Regions from separate parts of the Mus musculus genome. Here all the other regions are linked to region 1. Evidence: chromatin contacts called from public promoter capture Hi-C data. All regions are on one chromosome and are shown on one strand. The core of a region is the stretch at or near the end of the contact, and the rest is flanking DNA. Distances in the headings are between cores, read along the strand shown.

Region 1 (2,901 bases), core at 299-2,798:
CAAGGCCTCCAGATCCCGTGAAGTTTACTTTCCTGTCTTTCTTCTGTGCAAATGGTAGGCTGGAAAATCAGACTCGAACAGGACCTGGCTCCCTCTTCCCCGAGGAACCCCACACCCCAACAAAAGGAAGAGCCTTCTCCTATCCAAGGCAAAGGAGCTGGAGCGTTGAGTGGAGGAAACCCTCGGGTCAGGTTCTTGCAGGGATGGGGCGGGGGCTGCAGCCTGCCCAGCCCGTACACTAGGGCGTCGTTAGCTTGATTTAAAAACGCTGACGGTTGGTACAGCAAGCACCCGCGACCGTCTGGAGTCAGCCCAGCTCTCCAGCTGCCTCAGAGCTAAGGCTAAATAAGCTCTCCCGGGTCAAGATGACAGAAGCCAGGCATTGCCCCTCCGGGACCGTCCCTTCCGCGAAATCCTATGAGAACCTCTGAGGGATGCGGCCCGGGAGGGAGCGGTGCCTGGGAAAACAGTTGTGAGAAATAGGCATTATCCAGCGTCCAAACTGGAAGCGTGGAGCCCATTCCATTTTCTTCACATGAAAACTGAGGCCAAGAGGAGATAGGCATTGGGTGAGGTGGAAAGAAAGCTCCGGTTTCCAGTATCAGATCTTCAATGTGGGGCGTACTTATACACACCTGGGTTTTTGTTAGTGAACTTCAGCTTACGATCTGCATAATGGGTGCGCATGGTTCTTTTATGGTCTTTCAGAGATGCTAAGTGTACAGGCAGAGATAACCAGTAAACCACCCTACCCTAATCTCTCGGAAACCTTTGATTTTCTATCCCACTGGTATGCTTTTGACACCACCACCCCCCCGCCCCCAGCAAGATCCAGGGAGTGGTTCCCTCGCCGATTCGGGATAGGATGCTTGGGGTGCTCCTCTGGGGATGCTCTGGGGTTGCTAGAGCAGCGGGCGCAAAATAGCGATGAGAGAGAGGCAGAGCGGAGACGAGCAACCTCAAGAAAAACAGCAAAGATAGGAAGAGCAGCGGAAAGAGAAGCCCAAAGTAAGAAAACACGGGGAGATGAAGAAAGGAAGGCAAGCAAAGAGAGAGAGAGAGAGAGAGAGAGAGAGAGAGAGAGACTTACTGCTTTCTGATTGCAGTGAGCGCACTAGCTCCACGACCTCCCGTGGCTCACCACAAGAGAACAAAGCCTGGGCTCCTAGGCTTGGGGGTGGCGATACTCACACCCGGGGAGTGGCGGAGTCCGCAGGGATAGCGGTCATGGAGCTGCCGGCATGCAAGAGCGACTCTCAGACCCTCAGTCATCACCACCACCCCTAGTCGCCTCAGAACCCATCTGCGCGCTGCCACTTACTTGTGGTCCATCCCGGCTCGCACGCCGCCAGCGGCCAATGTAGCTGCAGAGCGAGAGCCAGCAAGCAGAACCGGGCGACGCCCGCGCGCCCGGGCATGATAGCAACGGCCCTCTCACTGTCCGCAATCACACATCCCCTGCCATTGCCTGCCCCCGGCCTAGCGGCGGCGGAGGTTTTCAAGCAAACGCCGGCCTAAAAGCCACCCAGCCCACATCCCAGACGCTCCGCCCCTAGCCCCTCAGGGCTCTGCCTGGAATGGGAGGAGGGGAGGCGCCACGCGGAGGAGGGGGTTGGTGGTGGCTGGAGGGACAGCAGTGGGAGGAGCGAGGGAAGCCCCCCGGGAGCATCGCTGACTCAGGTGAAGGACACCCAGGGGAAGGGATGATCCGAATTTCTGAAGTAATCAACCATTCTTGAGGCCTGGGAGATTACAGGACTGGGGTTGAAAGTGTTAAACACACACACACACACACACACACACACACACACACACACACACACACACTTCTGCCCCACTGTAGCTAGTTTACTCTATCCCGCTTTATGCTAAGTACTTTGGGTGACCAAGACAACTCTTTGTAGCTCTACCTTCCAGGATTGACTACTCTTGGAGTCAGGCTGTGAAAGAGTTAATTCCAAGGGACTGAAATGAGTGCTAAAAGAACTTGTTTTCCTATCGGGACTCCAATCTGGGCCTTTAGTCCAGGCCTTCTGACACGGGAGGTGGGGGGTGGAGGGGGTGGGGTTGCAGATCCAGCATCCCAGAGGACAGGGCTTCTGTACTCCAGAAACAGAACACCAAGCCCAAGAAACAGTCTAGACAGGATTACAGAGAAGGAGGGAAGCCTTGGGCTGTATAGGTTGGGGACAGGAGAGAGCAGAATTTGGGATGGTTAGGGTTTAGGATGCAATGGAAGATGAAGCCCACAAATGATGGCTATCACTAAGAAAATTACAGTAGCAGACACTTAGGACTTAGCTTTTATTGACATTCCGTACGTGCTAGGGCCTCTGATAGTTGATCTTGTCATGAGTCCGCTGTGGACTGGAAATGTGTCTCAGCTGGTGGAATGCTTGTCATGCACTCATGAAGCCCTGGGTTCCATCCCCAGGACCTCGTAATTCCAGGAGTGTGGTGCACCACTGTGATCCCAGCACTTATGGGGCAGAGGCTGGAGGATCCAAAGTTCAAGGTTAATCTCTGCTACGTGGTGAATTTGAGGCTAATCTGGACTCCATTGACACAGTGTAGAATAACAGTGATAATTAGGCGACCATCTGGAGGGGGTAGGTATTGGCTTCATCTCTATCTCCCCTCTGGGGGAGGGGAATCAAACCAGAAAAGCATTAAGTCCCCTCACCAAAGGTCACAAAGCTAATGTCTGGGTTTCACTTAGAGTCTGTATATTTGCTATTACAAAGCCTGGTGCAACATGCCTTAGTTGATGAATGAAGAACAGAAAAAAGAGATAGCCAGAAATAATCTGTATAGGGTTGGTTAGCAAAACTCCAAGGGAGAGGAGGCTCTGGAAGGGGAGTCTCGCACCTACATTTGTCAGTTCCTTTCCCCATCCCCCAC
Region 2 (2,901 bases), core at 123-2,622, 1.6 Mb after region 1:
GCCATTCCACATGTCACTGCCCGAGAGTCAGGGGAACTGATGGCAAAGACAGAATGAGTTCTGTATTATAGATCAGAGATAGAGTGCCTGGTGTCTACAGTCCGAGGCCAGTCTGTCCAGCTGGTTGGATTTCTCCAGTGGAATAAAACAACCAAAACCAAAACCAAACAAAAACCCCCTTGCCCTTTGCAGAGTGGAAGCTTAGCTGTAAGAGACTGAAAGTTGCATCTCTGCCTAAATGAACCTGAAAATATCGTAATGCAAGAGAAACTGCTGAATTATAAAGAATTATAACAACAAAGATGATTATAAAGAAAACATGCGTGTCGCCACAATTCTCCTTTTTACTCAAATCTGAGTCCCACATATAGACATTGTTCACAGTTTGTTACTTCTAGAGTTTTTCCAAATGAATATTTAAGATAGACATGCACACAGACATATATGTACATATGTAGTTTATCCAAAGAGTAGCACAACTTTAAAGACAAATGAAAAATATATATGCATGAGTTTGTAACGTCTTTTTCCTCTCTGAAAGTATTGTGGGGGAGTTCTCTAAACAGAACACGAAAGTTGAGTTATTTATTTCAATAGATGCACATTGATGTTCCATTTGAGCATGCTTTTGCTAATTATGCAAAATGTTCCACTGACCCTTATCCATGTACTAGTTTCTTCAGGAACACGTGCAAGATTTCTCTAGCAGGAAAATGTATCGTGCTTGTCTAATTTTTTAAAGCACATAGAGGTCTGGCATGTTTCTATATGTAAGCATCTGCATTGTACACTGGTCTCCTTTGGGGCCACCTTTACCAGATCAGAAAATTCTCATAGAAGCAACAAGGACTCTGATGTCACCCTGAACCATTATTTTCCTTAGCTAAGTTAAGTCATAGCAAATTCATGATAAAGATGGAAAAGGGAGTCGTCCCCCCCACACCCCCTGTCCCCCGTTTATTCATTTAAATAGTGGGAGAGCCAGGGCGCTCACTCCCTGCCCTCCATGTGGCTCAGGGATTTAGTTGCTGACTAAAGTCAGCTGTAGAGCAGTCTGACACACCCGCTCTGCAGCCCTGGGAGATGATGTTTTTAGGAAAAGCCCAAGTGCATTGGGGAAACTGAACTTCAGAATAACGGTTGGGGGGTGGGGGTGGGGGGGGGAAGAAGTTGAAAAGGCTCTAGGAAAATCTCGAAAGGCCTCAGAGGGTTCTGGAATCTGTTCCAGGGCTTCCAACAGCAAGGCCCTGGAGCACTCAATTCTGCTTTTGACACAAGGTCGAGCTCTGGCCAGTTATTTGTAGCTGTGGCTTCTTTTTAATTCCTCCCCATGGTGCTGTGAGCCTTAATGAAGCACGGCCAGGCAATTCGGATGAGTGAATTCAAACTACCCAGCCAACTAGTCTCAGAGGGCTGGCTTAAAGCTCCATGCTATTTCCTTAGGCGAGCAGAGGGAAGTTGAAAAAAAAAATACAGAATTGACTTTGCTGTTCCATTACCAGTCACTGATAATCCATGGGCAGTTTGTACTTCTTTTTGTTATGAAGTAGATCACACAAAACCTTGAGAAATCATGGCAGCTCCCTTACCTGCTACTGCTCTTGATGTTGAACTTCAAGTCCATGTTTCTTTGCACCAGCCATGAGCACGTGAACCGTCCGGAGTAATTTGGTGCTTCACACTTCAGGAAAGTCTTGTTTTTGAAATCTGCATTTGAAAAGAAAAGAAAAATTAAATATTTAGGAGTTTTCTTTTAATAAAGAAATTTGTTTTTGTTATTTTTTATTTTTATTTTATTTATTTATTTCTTTTTTACTGTGGATGGATCACTGGCCATTACATGGTACAAGGGTGAGATTTTTTTTTTTTTTTTTTTGAGACAAGGTCTCTGGATGTTATTGGCTAACCAAGAAAGCTTATTGGTAAGCTATGGGCCAATGAGAGTTCCTGTTTCAAAGGAAATGAGAAACATTTCTGAGCCTCAGTGCACGCGCACGCGCACGCGCACACACACACACACACACACACACTTGCAATTATTACTTTTTAAGGAGGGGTAGAAGAAAAGATACTGTCAAGGGGGATGGAATTACTTTTTAAAATTTCAGTGGACCAAATTCCATTTTCCTTCTTGTGGAGCAGCAGATGTGAGTGGCTCAGAGTCTCGCCTCCTTTGTGGCAGGTGTACTGGCCAGCATCTAGAAACTCTTTGACAGTGATGGTCAGGGTCTTTCCAGAGCCTATGACTCCATGTCTCTGGTCTGAGGTCCAGGTGATGTCATCTTCTTCAGGCGTGTCACAGGTGAGGTTCACTGTTTCTCCAGGGGCATCGGGAGTCCAGTCCACCTCTACAACATAAACTGGAGAGCACCAGCAGTGAGGACCTGGACCAGGAGCCTCACAAACCCCGGGAACTGGGTTTCACTCAGTGTCTTGACACACCCATGGCCCTTGGAACGTCATAGCTCACAGGAGTTTGGCAAGTGCTTGCTGAGAGATCTCAGGGCATGGGGACAGAACAGAGAAACAGTTCTATAGCTGCCACCGAGTCATTTAACTGGCAGGTGGCCAGTAATAATCGGTCTCTGATTAGGAAGGGAAGACCTTGAAACAAGAAAAGATGCAAACAGCACAAGATTCCTTGTCAGAAGCCACTAGTGTGTGTGTGTGTGTGTGTGTGTGTGTGTGTGTGTGTGTGTGTGTTGGGAATGGAGATGAGGGGGAGTAAGCTTCCAGTTGTAATTCACAGGGAATACACAGGGCAGAGTATTGAGCAGAATAACATAGTGGCTTAAAGCATAGGTGTGGAGAAAGAAAGATGCAGAAATCCTATCTTCTCTAATTGCAAAGGAGATTTTGAGCAAGGTCCTGAACCACCAGTAGCCCCAGAGTCCTCACAAA
Region 3 (2,901 bases), core at 103-2,602, 1.6 Mb after region 1:
ATTGAAAGATGTCGGATGCCCTGATCTACCATGCTTTATCACCTTCTTCTGAGGCAGGCATTGCCACAGAGCCTGGAGCTGGCCACTTTTCAGGTAGGCTGGTTCCCGGTGCTGCTCCAGACCTGAGAGTCCACAGTCAGCTTTTTCCTTGGGTGTTTGTTGGGCATCTGAACTCGGCTCCTCATATCTGCACAGCAAGCACTGTTAACCAATGATCACCTCCACGCCCCCAATTTCAATCTTTTACAAAGGCAGCCTGGGATCAAGTAGTCTTAAGTTTGTTTGTTTTTTTTAAGGTGGTTATTAGCAATAATATGAAAATATCCTATTCTTTACCAGGGGGTTAAATGACAGATTTTTAAAATTGAAAAATTTTTGATAATTTCATACATGTATTCTTATTTACCACATTTCACCACTTCCTCTTGCCTCTCCAACTCCTTCCATGCCATCTTCACTCCCTCTCAAGTTCATACCCCCTGCCCCGGTTGTTACTGCTCCTTGACTATACATAAACACACATATACCCCACGGAGCCCATTTAGTCTTGCTTGTATGCATATGTGTTAAGGGCTGAACACTTGGGCTTGGATAACTTATTAAAGGGCTTGACCCATAGAGAAAGCTAAACTCCCCCCCCCCCTCAGAAGCCATTGTTTGCCCATAGTTGACACGGCAGATTTTTAAGAGCAATCTGAGCATTCAGAAGCAATTGAGCTGAGAATAAAAGAAAAGGAGTGAGCTGGTTGTTAGAAAATGCAGGGGAAGTCCAAGTGCAAGAAGATCCGACTAAAGTAGCCCTAAGGTCAACACATGAGGCAATGGCACAGCCTTAATAAGAGGTGGTTTGTCTTCACCCGAGTCCGAGTCAGCAGTTACAAGAAGTTAAAGGGAAGGAAAAGAACAAACACAAGAGGTTAAAACTTCTAGGGAATTTTAAGATTAGGCTGCTGTTCTTGGCTTACAGATCTGCAAGCAGGATCTCACTTGGCAGAGAGGGAAGATTGCCCAGAAGACTAATCAAATGGGAGTTTTATTGAAGTGAAATTCAGAAAGCATGAGCCAATCATTTTCTTTTAAAAAAGTATTTGAACCAGTGCCTTTAAGTATGTTCACAGTGTTAGACAACCATTGCTACTCTGATGTCAGACCCTTGCTGTCAACTTGAAAGAATCGTATGCTCAGAGGGCCCAGGTTAGTGACAGCCCTGTAACTTTTCCCTCTAAACTCTTTCAGACTAATAAAGGCATCACGCTTTCTAAGCCAAGAAAGGACAGCCTGGTTTCCTGTTAGCCCAGTTCTGCTCTCTCAGGGGGGAGGGCCCTCTCCCCAGGGCCTTTCTTCTTTGTTTCTCAAGCACTGGAGGGCTTTGGAGGCATGCCTGTGAGCAATGAGACATAACTGAACTGGGACCTCACAGGTGTTGGTGTCTTTCAGAGAGCCTGCTGGGACTTCCTGGTGCAGTCTTTGAAACTGAAAGAGGAGTTGGTTCCAGCTTTTCCGTGAATAATGCTGACTTCTAGAAGGAACTGGGAGTGGACTCCAGTCAAGGCAATTCTCTCAAGCAGTACATGTAGATTACTGAGAGCCCAGGTGCCAATCTGGTCTTGGGAAAAGCTCTGGAGTTTGGGGACCAGGAAGGTGGCACTAAGGAACAAGCCTTTGGCTGAGGCTCTGCGCAGAGGCCCAGGACAGGCTTTGGGAAAGGAGCAGCCTTCCTAACTCAACTCTGGGAGACTGGCTTTCCTGAGACTACACCATCACTATCACCACCTCCACCACCTCCACCACCACCACCCACCACCACCACCACCACCACCACCACCCACCACCACCACCACCACCACCACCACCACCACCACCACCACCACCACCCACCACCACCACCACCACCACCACCACCACCACCACCACCCACCACCACCACCACCACCACCACCACCACCAACCACCACCACCACCACCACCACCACCACCACCACCCACCACCACCACCACCACCACCAACCACCACCACCACCCACCACCACCACCACCACCACCCACCACCACCACCACCACCACCACCACCAACCACCACCACCACCCACCACCACCACCAACAACAACAACCACCACCACCCACCACCACCACCAACAACCACCACCACCACCACCACCACTAGCACCACCACCACCACTAGCACCACCACCACCAACAACAACTACCACCACCACCACCCCTTGACCAGCACCACCACAACCACCACCAGCATCAGCATCACCACCAACAGCAACACTAGCACCACCAACAGCAGCAGCACCATACCACCATTTTCAGAAATTGTAGAGTGGCCATCGACGGGGTTTATTTGCAGCTGGAGACATGGGAAGAAGGGTAACTTCTTCCCTAATGTATACATCACTATATACAAGTGGTTCTATCTTTTGAAGTGTAAACACTATTCTTTTGGTCTTGGGAGTGTTGGTTGAGCCTTAAAAACGTCAGGTTTTGCCAGATTCTTAAGCAGACTTTTAACATTGGCTGCTGGGGAAGAAAAACAACAACAAAAACTCCACGCACTGTAAATTGATGCCCCATTCTTGTCTCACCCAATGAGGAGTACTTGTCTCTAGGCACCTGTCTACCTTAAACACAACTGGGCTCACACAGGATGTTGTGGTAGGAACCTACTTTCTGTGCATATTATCAGAAAAGAACCCATAGTAAAAACTGCCCATTTGCTCACATATGCTATAGGTTAAACACAGGTTGAAGTTCAAAAGGAAGATTAAGGGTTAAAATTGCAGAATCAGAAGCACTGTGGAAAATGGGTAAGAAGCTGTTAGCTGGCATGAGGTAGCCACACCAGACAGATAGCAGGAGGAACTGTGCTCTGGGCCAATGATAGTAGACTGTCA
Region 4 (2,901 bases), core at 277-2,776, 1.5 Mb after region 1:
CTAAGAGAAAGATCTTCAGTCTCCACTTTCTTGCCATCTGCCTAAGGAAAGTCTCAGGGTTAGTCTGTCTGTAAGTATTCTTTAATACTCTGTAACTCTAAACACAGGACAAAAACACAGCAAGTGCCAGGCCCTGACCTTCAGCACATAGTACCTAGGTCAGATTTAATTACCCCACTCTAATATATATATGGAGGGGTGTGTATTTATACATATGTGTGGAGCCAGTATGTGTTTATATTTTCATGGTCACATATGTGTGGCTGCACATGTATGGTGGTGCATGTGTGCATGTGTGTGCGCATGAATGTGGTAGTCCAGAGTTGAAGGCAAATGTCTTCTTCAATCAATCCCCCCTTACTTACGGAGGCAGGGTCTCTCTTTAACCCTAAAGGTCTCCAATTCTGGCTAGTCTCACTAGCCAACTTGCCAAGGGGATCTTTACGTCCCGGGTTCTGGAATTACTGGCAGCCAGTCCTCTTGCCTGGCTGATCCACTGGATCATATCTACAGTCTCTAAGTTATTCCCTCTGGGTACCTTCTACTTATGCAAGGGAAAAGGTTTACATTTGTGATTGTAACATTATTGAGATCTCTTTACTTCCATTTACATAAACAGAGATAAACACAAATGAGATAAATAAGGGGGTGTGGGCCTGGAGGTCCATCCCATATACAATCACCAAACCCAGACACTATTGTGGAAGCCAACAAGAGCTTGCTGATAGGAGCCTGATATAGCTGTCTGCTGTGAGGCTTTGCCAGTGCCTGACAAATACAGAAGTGGATGCTCACAGTCATCCATTGGACGGAGCACAGGGTCCTCAATGAAGGAGCTTGAGAAAGTACCCAAGGAGCTGAAGTGTTTTGCAGCCTCATAGAAGGAGCAACAATATGAATTAACCAGTACCCCCAGAGCTCCCTGGGATTAAACCACCAATCAAAGAAAACACATGGTGGGACTCATGGCCCTAGTTGCATATGTAGCAGAGGATGGCCTGGTCGGTCATCAATGGGAGGATAGGCCCTTGGTCCTGTAAAGGCTCTATGCCCCAGTATAGGGGAATGCCAGGGCCAGGAAGCAGGAGTGGGTGGGTTGGTGAGCAGGGGGAGGGGGGAGGGGGAGAGGATGTTTTGGGAGAGGAAACCAGGAAAGGGGATAACATTTGAAATTTAAATAAAGAAAATATCTAATTTAAAAAAAAATAAGGGGGTGTGGGGCAGAGGGAGGGGCAGGCTGACAGAGTAAACAGTAATGGGTCCAGAGTGGTCCAGAGAAAAATTTCTCGTAAGAACACTGAAACACTTTCAATCAGAAAATATCAGCTTAAAGGCTACCCTAATCCCTACCTTAAAGCTTACCCTAATCATTTTACACATAAGGAAACCAGGGCCTGGGGGTCAGCAGGAATCACCCAGTCCACAGTATGAAATGGTAGACACAAACTTAATCTAAAACTTCGTTCTCCACCTCCATTACCTCTAACCTTACTTAATTTGTAGGTCTTTCCAAGTCTGTGTGTGTTAGAATTGCTTAAATGTATCTGCTTTAAGAATCCAAGAACAACGGATGCACCCACAAAGGCAGTTGGAAAACTGAACAAACTGCAGGACCATGGTGACATCTAGTGGTAATCTTTGGTAGTGCACCTGTCTAGAAGACCTTTGATTTAATCAGGCTTACCATGAAAGCAGAAATATTCTTTTGTACACTGTTCCCTAGTTTGAGTTTGTCTGCTATGGTTATGAGATATACTTGAACAGTAATCCCACATATAGGATTATATGCTGAAGAATATATATATATATATATATATATATATATATATATATATTCAAATCATAGCAAAAGGCACATGACAAAGGCTTGTCATGGCACTGGTTATATTGAGTGTTTGGTTACAGTGGTCCTGACCACCAAGATTCCATCTTAGAAAGCTGCTGTGAATTCTCTTCTAATTAATAAGGGATTCATGGAGTAACAATGTTCGAGTTTGCAAAGCTGATGTTTTTGCTTGAAACCTCAATGAAGTAACAGTTGCAAAATAGTAACCTAATGCTGTCATTTTTTACTCTAATTTTACTCATTAGGATTTTAACATAAAAAGGGAACCTTCCCTATACTCCCATTTTTTATTAATTAATTCTTACATCATCCAGAGTCTTAGATTTCATGAGCTGACTCAGGTATAGATGACATCATCTGTATCTGAAGTGTCAGACGTAGATTACAGTTCTACATTAATTACAGAGTATATCTAAAGCTTCCTAATTTGCTGCAGTGGAGATTGGACTAGGGTGCCATGCATGTGAGGCTATTGCTCTGCCTCTGAGCCACAAAGCGAGCCCTCTGAACCTTTACACAACCTGTATCCAGGCCGAGCCCTTGCCTTAACCCCAACTATCACGCTTAATTTTGAATAAAGGAAGTGTAGTGTGAACCAGAGAAATGTCCTGAAATATAACCCTGCCTATCCAAAAAAAAGAAAGAAAAAAAGAAAAAAGGGAAAGAAAGAAAGAGAGAGAGAGAGAAAATAAGAGAGAGAGAGAGAGAGAGAGAGAAAGGAAGGAAGGAAGGAAGGAAGGAAGGAAGAAAGAAAGAAAGAAAGAAAGAAAGAAAGAAAGAAAGAAAGAAAGAAAGAAAGAAAGAAAGAAAGAAAATGGAGTTTCAATTGGGAAGTTGTCTATTGGCACTGGGGTTTTTTTTTTTTTTCCATTTTTTATTAGGTATTTAGCTCATTTACATTTCCAATGCTATAACAAAAGTCCCCCTTACCCACCCACCCCCACTCCCCTACCCACCCACTCCCCCCCTTTGGCCCTGGCGTTCCCCTGTACCGGGGCACACAAAGTCTGCGTGTCCAATGGGCCTCTCTTTCCAGTGATGGCCGACTAGGCCAT
Region 5 (2,901 bases), core at 228-2,727, 1.4 Mb after region 1:
ACTGCCGGACACTATCGGACAACACACACACACACACACACACACACACACACACACACACACACACACACTTTCGCTTCTAGCCTAGTTACCCAATTCACTCTCACTACCAACCACTCCCAACCCTGTGCTCATGGGGATGGAAACAGTATAGGACAGTTGTCCCTAGCCCTTCCCCCCAAAAATGGAAAGATGGAACTACTCCCCATTCCCCTTCTGCACCCTTTATGTCTAATGGAGCCTGGGCCCACAAAGTTTTCCCCGAAGCCCAGGTGGTGGCCAGCAATGAAAAGGGCAAGGTACCATTTCTCACTTGGGACTAGGAGCCCCTGGACAGGGCACTGGGTGTGTCCAGGGAAGTTCCTCAAGTTGGTCTCCAAGAGCATGGCCTCCAAATCACTCAGTGTAGGATCTGGAGAGTGGGAGAGGGACTGGGGAAGGCCAAGGTGACAGTGGATGAGGGTGGCTTTTAGGAGATGTGAAAATTAAAGTTGGAAATCACTATTCTACAGGCAGACTGAGAAAAACTGAAGGCTAAGAAGTGGAGAGAGGAGAGAGTAAAGAACCAGATAGGAGAAATAAGAGGAGACTCCAAGAAGAAAAATGGAGAGAGAGAGAGAGAGAGAGAGAGAGAAACGGGGGAGAGAGCCAGGTGAGGAAAGAGAAGAGAAAAACGAAGAGTGAAACTGAGAAAGAAGGGGGGAAAAGAGTGGAGAAGGACAAGAAAAAATTAAAGAAGGTAGAAAAGGGAAAGGAAAGATAGGGGGAAAGGAAAGAATTAAAGAAGGTAGAAAATAGAAAGGAAGAAAGGGGGAGAGAAGAAAATTAAGTAGGAAAAAAGAAAAGAGGGAAGAAGAAAAAGGAAAGAACTGAAGCGAAATAAAGGGGAAAGGAAGCGAAGAGAAGGAGAGGAAAAGGGAAAAATATAACCACACAGAAAAGAAAACAAGCGGTCAGAAAAGCGCAGCTATCCAACACCGAGCTGCAGAGACGCCTCTTCTGGGTTAAAACAAAACGAAAACACTCGCAGATGGGGCTGCGGAAAGTGCCGGCAAAGCTTGGGCTCGGCTCCCTCCAGCAGCTCGCTGATCTCTGGCCACCCGGCGACGAGTGCTGCGCAGCCGAGGAGCGCGGAGCTCGGGCGGCGAGCGCAGCGCAGCGGCAGACGCACTCGCGTGGCCAGGCCCCGGGTAGCCGCGCCGCCGTCTCCGGGCTCTCCCGCTAGCCGGTGGCCTCTCCTCCACGGTCCCCCAGCGGTACCCACCTCTGCGCCGCTGTGTTGGCGTCCAGCACCCCGGCGCCCTGCATCCACGTCCGCACCGCGTTCATGCCGCTGCCCAGCGGCTCTTCCTTCATACTGCTTCCACTCCGTTGGATGCTTTCCTGGATCCCAAACATGAAAACAACCTTTTCTTGTGGAAAAATCTCCTCCCCTTTGAAAATATTTGAAAAAAAAAAAAAGGAAAAAAAAAAAAAAACGCCAACCACAGATTTTTTTTTTTTTTTTTGAGTCGATGAGACTCGCGCTACATCAAGGCGGGCTGAAAAGCAAAATTTTTAAAAATGTAAACCTTCGCTCAAAACTGAGCGATAACAAGGAGGGGGGCGAGGGGAAAAAAAAAGAAAGGGAAAATCCAACGAAAAGACCAAAATTAAGAAAAAACAGAGATATATGCCTGGCTGTTGGGGGTTGTTTGGTTGGTTGGTTTTGAGTTTGGGTGCTTTTTTTTTCCTTTTTTTTTTTTTTTTTTTTTTTTTTTTTTGCTTTTTTTTTTTTTTTTGCCTTTTTTTTTTTCTTTTTGTAGTAATCACAGGCCGTTGGAGAACAGGAGGGGCTGGAGTTTCCTTTTGTAGCGGTACCTTCACTTGAAGAAGCAGGAAGAAAAAAAACCACCCTGATGACAATTTAAGAAACAATAGATACGACTCTCGAAGCCGGCTTGGCTACTTGAAGTGTCATTTTCCACAACCAGGCAAGTTTTTTTCTCTCTCTTTTTTCCTCCTCCTCTCTCAACCAAAGATGTTTCTTTCCTTTCCGTGCGTGTAGATGAGGACGCTGGTTGCTGTAGACAGATACACCGGAGGGGGGGGGGGGAAGGGGAGAGAGAGGGAAAGAGGAAGGGGGGAGGGAAAGAGATAGAAAAAGAGAGGAGAGGGAGAAAGAGAGGGGTGGACCCTGCTGGATGGAGATTCTGTTTTCTCCTTGCTAAAATAGAAGTGATTTGCAGGCTCTCCCTGTGGAATCCAGTTTGACTCTCCCCAGAGCTAAACACAGGCACACTAACCCCAAAGGGAAGGAGGCGGGGCCCTCGCAGCCTAGACACGCCCCTTCTTTGCATAACGTCATCCTTCCGCCTTATCACAGCCAATCGCAGCTCCCGAGCTGGCTTGTTCACAGAGCCTGGCCACACTCCCTCATTAACATCCTTCTCCTTGTGGCGCAGGGGAGCCGCCAAAGTTCCCGGCAAAGTGGCGAGCAAGGGATCTCTGAGCTCTAGCGTCTAAACTGGAAGGAGCGTGGCCTTAGAGAGCGAGAGAGGGGGCAGAGGGAAGGAGATGGAGGTATCCTGAGTCGAAGGGGTATGCACCATGGCAGTTCTTAAGCATCCCTTCCGAGCCCTGAGCGCGACGGAGGCGTACTGACTGCGTTCTCTTTGGGCAGACGCCTAGTCCCTTGCTTGCCTGTCCTGGGACTTCGGGGGCAAACGTGGAGGAAAAAAGGACTGACCAGGCAGAAAAGGCAGGATGCCCATCCCAGGTGTCCAGCTCTTCACTCTGAAACAAGGGTGGCGGGATGAACTTTATGTGCGCGAGATCGAGACTTGAGGGCACTCGGAAGACATTATCTCCGTGTCAGGAGAGGTAGAGAAACCTAAAGCCCCAACCAATACGACTTTAGTA

The links. Promoter capture Hi-C pulls out the DNA fragments that hold promoters and counts their contacts.
Region 2: a contact with region 1 is called in a promoter capture Hi-C map of pre-B cells, with 15 times the contacts expected there. The contact joins the enhancer-like site here to the promoter of Adam19 in region 1. A contact is called at or near these places in 3 of 39 promoter capture datasets (hippocampal neurons, liver and pre-B cells) and 1 of 115 datasets of contacts at active chromatin or transcription factors (bone marrow-derived dendritic cells).
Region 3: a contact with region 1 is called in a promoter capture Hi-C map of pre-B cells, with 4 times the contacts expected there. The contact joins the enhancer-like site here to the promoter of Adam19 in region 1. A contact is called at or near these places in 3 of 39 promoter capture datasets (cranial neural crest, liver and pre-B cells), 2 of 115 datasets of contacts at active chromatin or transcription factors (bone marrow-derived dendritic cells and large pre-B cells) and 1 of 9 other capture datasets (liver).
Region 4: a contact with region 1 is called in a promoter capture Hi-C map of pre-B cells, with 10 times the contacts expected there. The contact joins the promoter of 4930597A21Rik here to the promoter of Adam19 in region 1. A contact is called at or near these places in 5 of 39 promoter capture datasets (cranial neural crest, hippocampal neurons, liver and 1 more), 1 of 484 Hi-C or Micro-C datasets (cortical neurons), 5 of 115 datasets of contacts at active chromatin or transcription factors (astrocytes, cardiomyocytes, embryonic forebrain and 2 more) and 2 of 9 other capture datasets (adipose tissue and embryonic stem cells).
Region 5: a contact with region 1 is called in a promoter capture Hi-C map of embryonic stem cells, with 3 times the contacts expected there. The contact joins the promoter of Ebf1 here to the promoter of Adam19 in region 1. A contact is called at or near these places in 2 of 39 promoter capture datasets (embryonic stem cells and second pharyngeal arch cranial neural crest) and 5 of 115 datasets of contacts at active chromatin or transcription factors (astrocytes, embryonic stem cells, microglia and 1 more).

What each region holds. Positions count from the first base shown.
Region 1 is chr11:46,054,631-46,057,531 of GRCm38.p6, reverse strand. Adam19 (a disintegrin and metallopeptidase domain 19 (meltrin beta)) reads right to left here and starts at 1,548. Exons shown (of 23, transcript NM_009616.4): 1 at 1,322-1,548. The coding sequence starts at 1,418.
Region 2 is chr11:44,407,267-44,410,167 of GRCm38.p6, reverse strand. Il12b (interleukin 12b) reads right to left here. Exons shown (of 8, transcript NM_001303244.1): 3 at 2,094-2,360; 4 at 1,590-1,707; 5 at 1-36. Among named protein-coding and RNA genes, the nearest start is that of Il12b, 8.7 kb to the right of the region's middle. Within about 2 kb of position 1,372, at least 2 of the 459 cell types and tissues checked have an H3K27ac peak or open chromatin away from gene starts, as enhancers often do. A contact at or near this core is called in pre-B cells, where this site is marked.
Region 3 is chr11:44,494,857-44,497,757 of GRCm38.p6, reverse strand. No RefSeq gene overlaps it. Among named protein-coding and RNA genes, the nearest start is that of Rnf145, 23 kb to the left of the region's middle. Within about 2 kb of position 1,352, at least 110 of the 459 cell types and tissues checked have an H3K27ac peak or open chromatin away from gene starts, as enhancers often do. A contact at or near this core is called in pre-B cells, where this site is marked.
Region 4 is chr11:44,584,942-44,587,842 of GRCm38.p6, reverse strand. 4930597A21Rik (RIKEN cDNA 4930597A21 gene) reads right to left here and starts at 1,526. Exons shown (of 4, transcript NR_126460.1): 1 at 1,493-1,526; 2 at 366-541.
Region 5 is chr11:44,616,676-44,619,576 of GRCm38.p6, reverse strand. Ebf1 (early B cell factor 1) reads right to left here and starts at 1,477. Exons shown (of 16, transcript NM_007897.3): 1 at 1,265-1,477. The coding sequence starts at 1,398.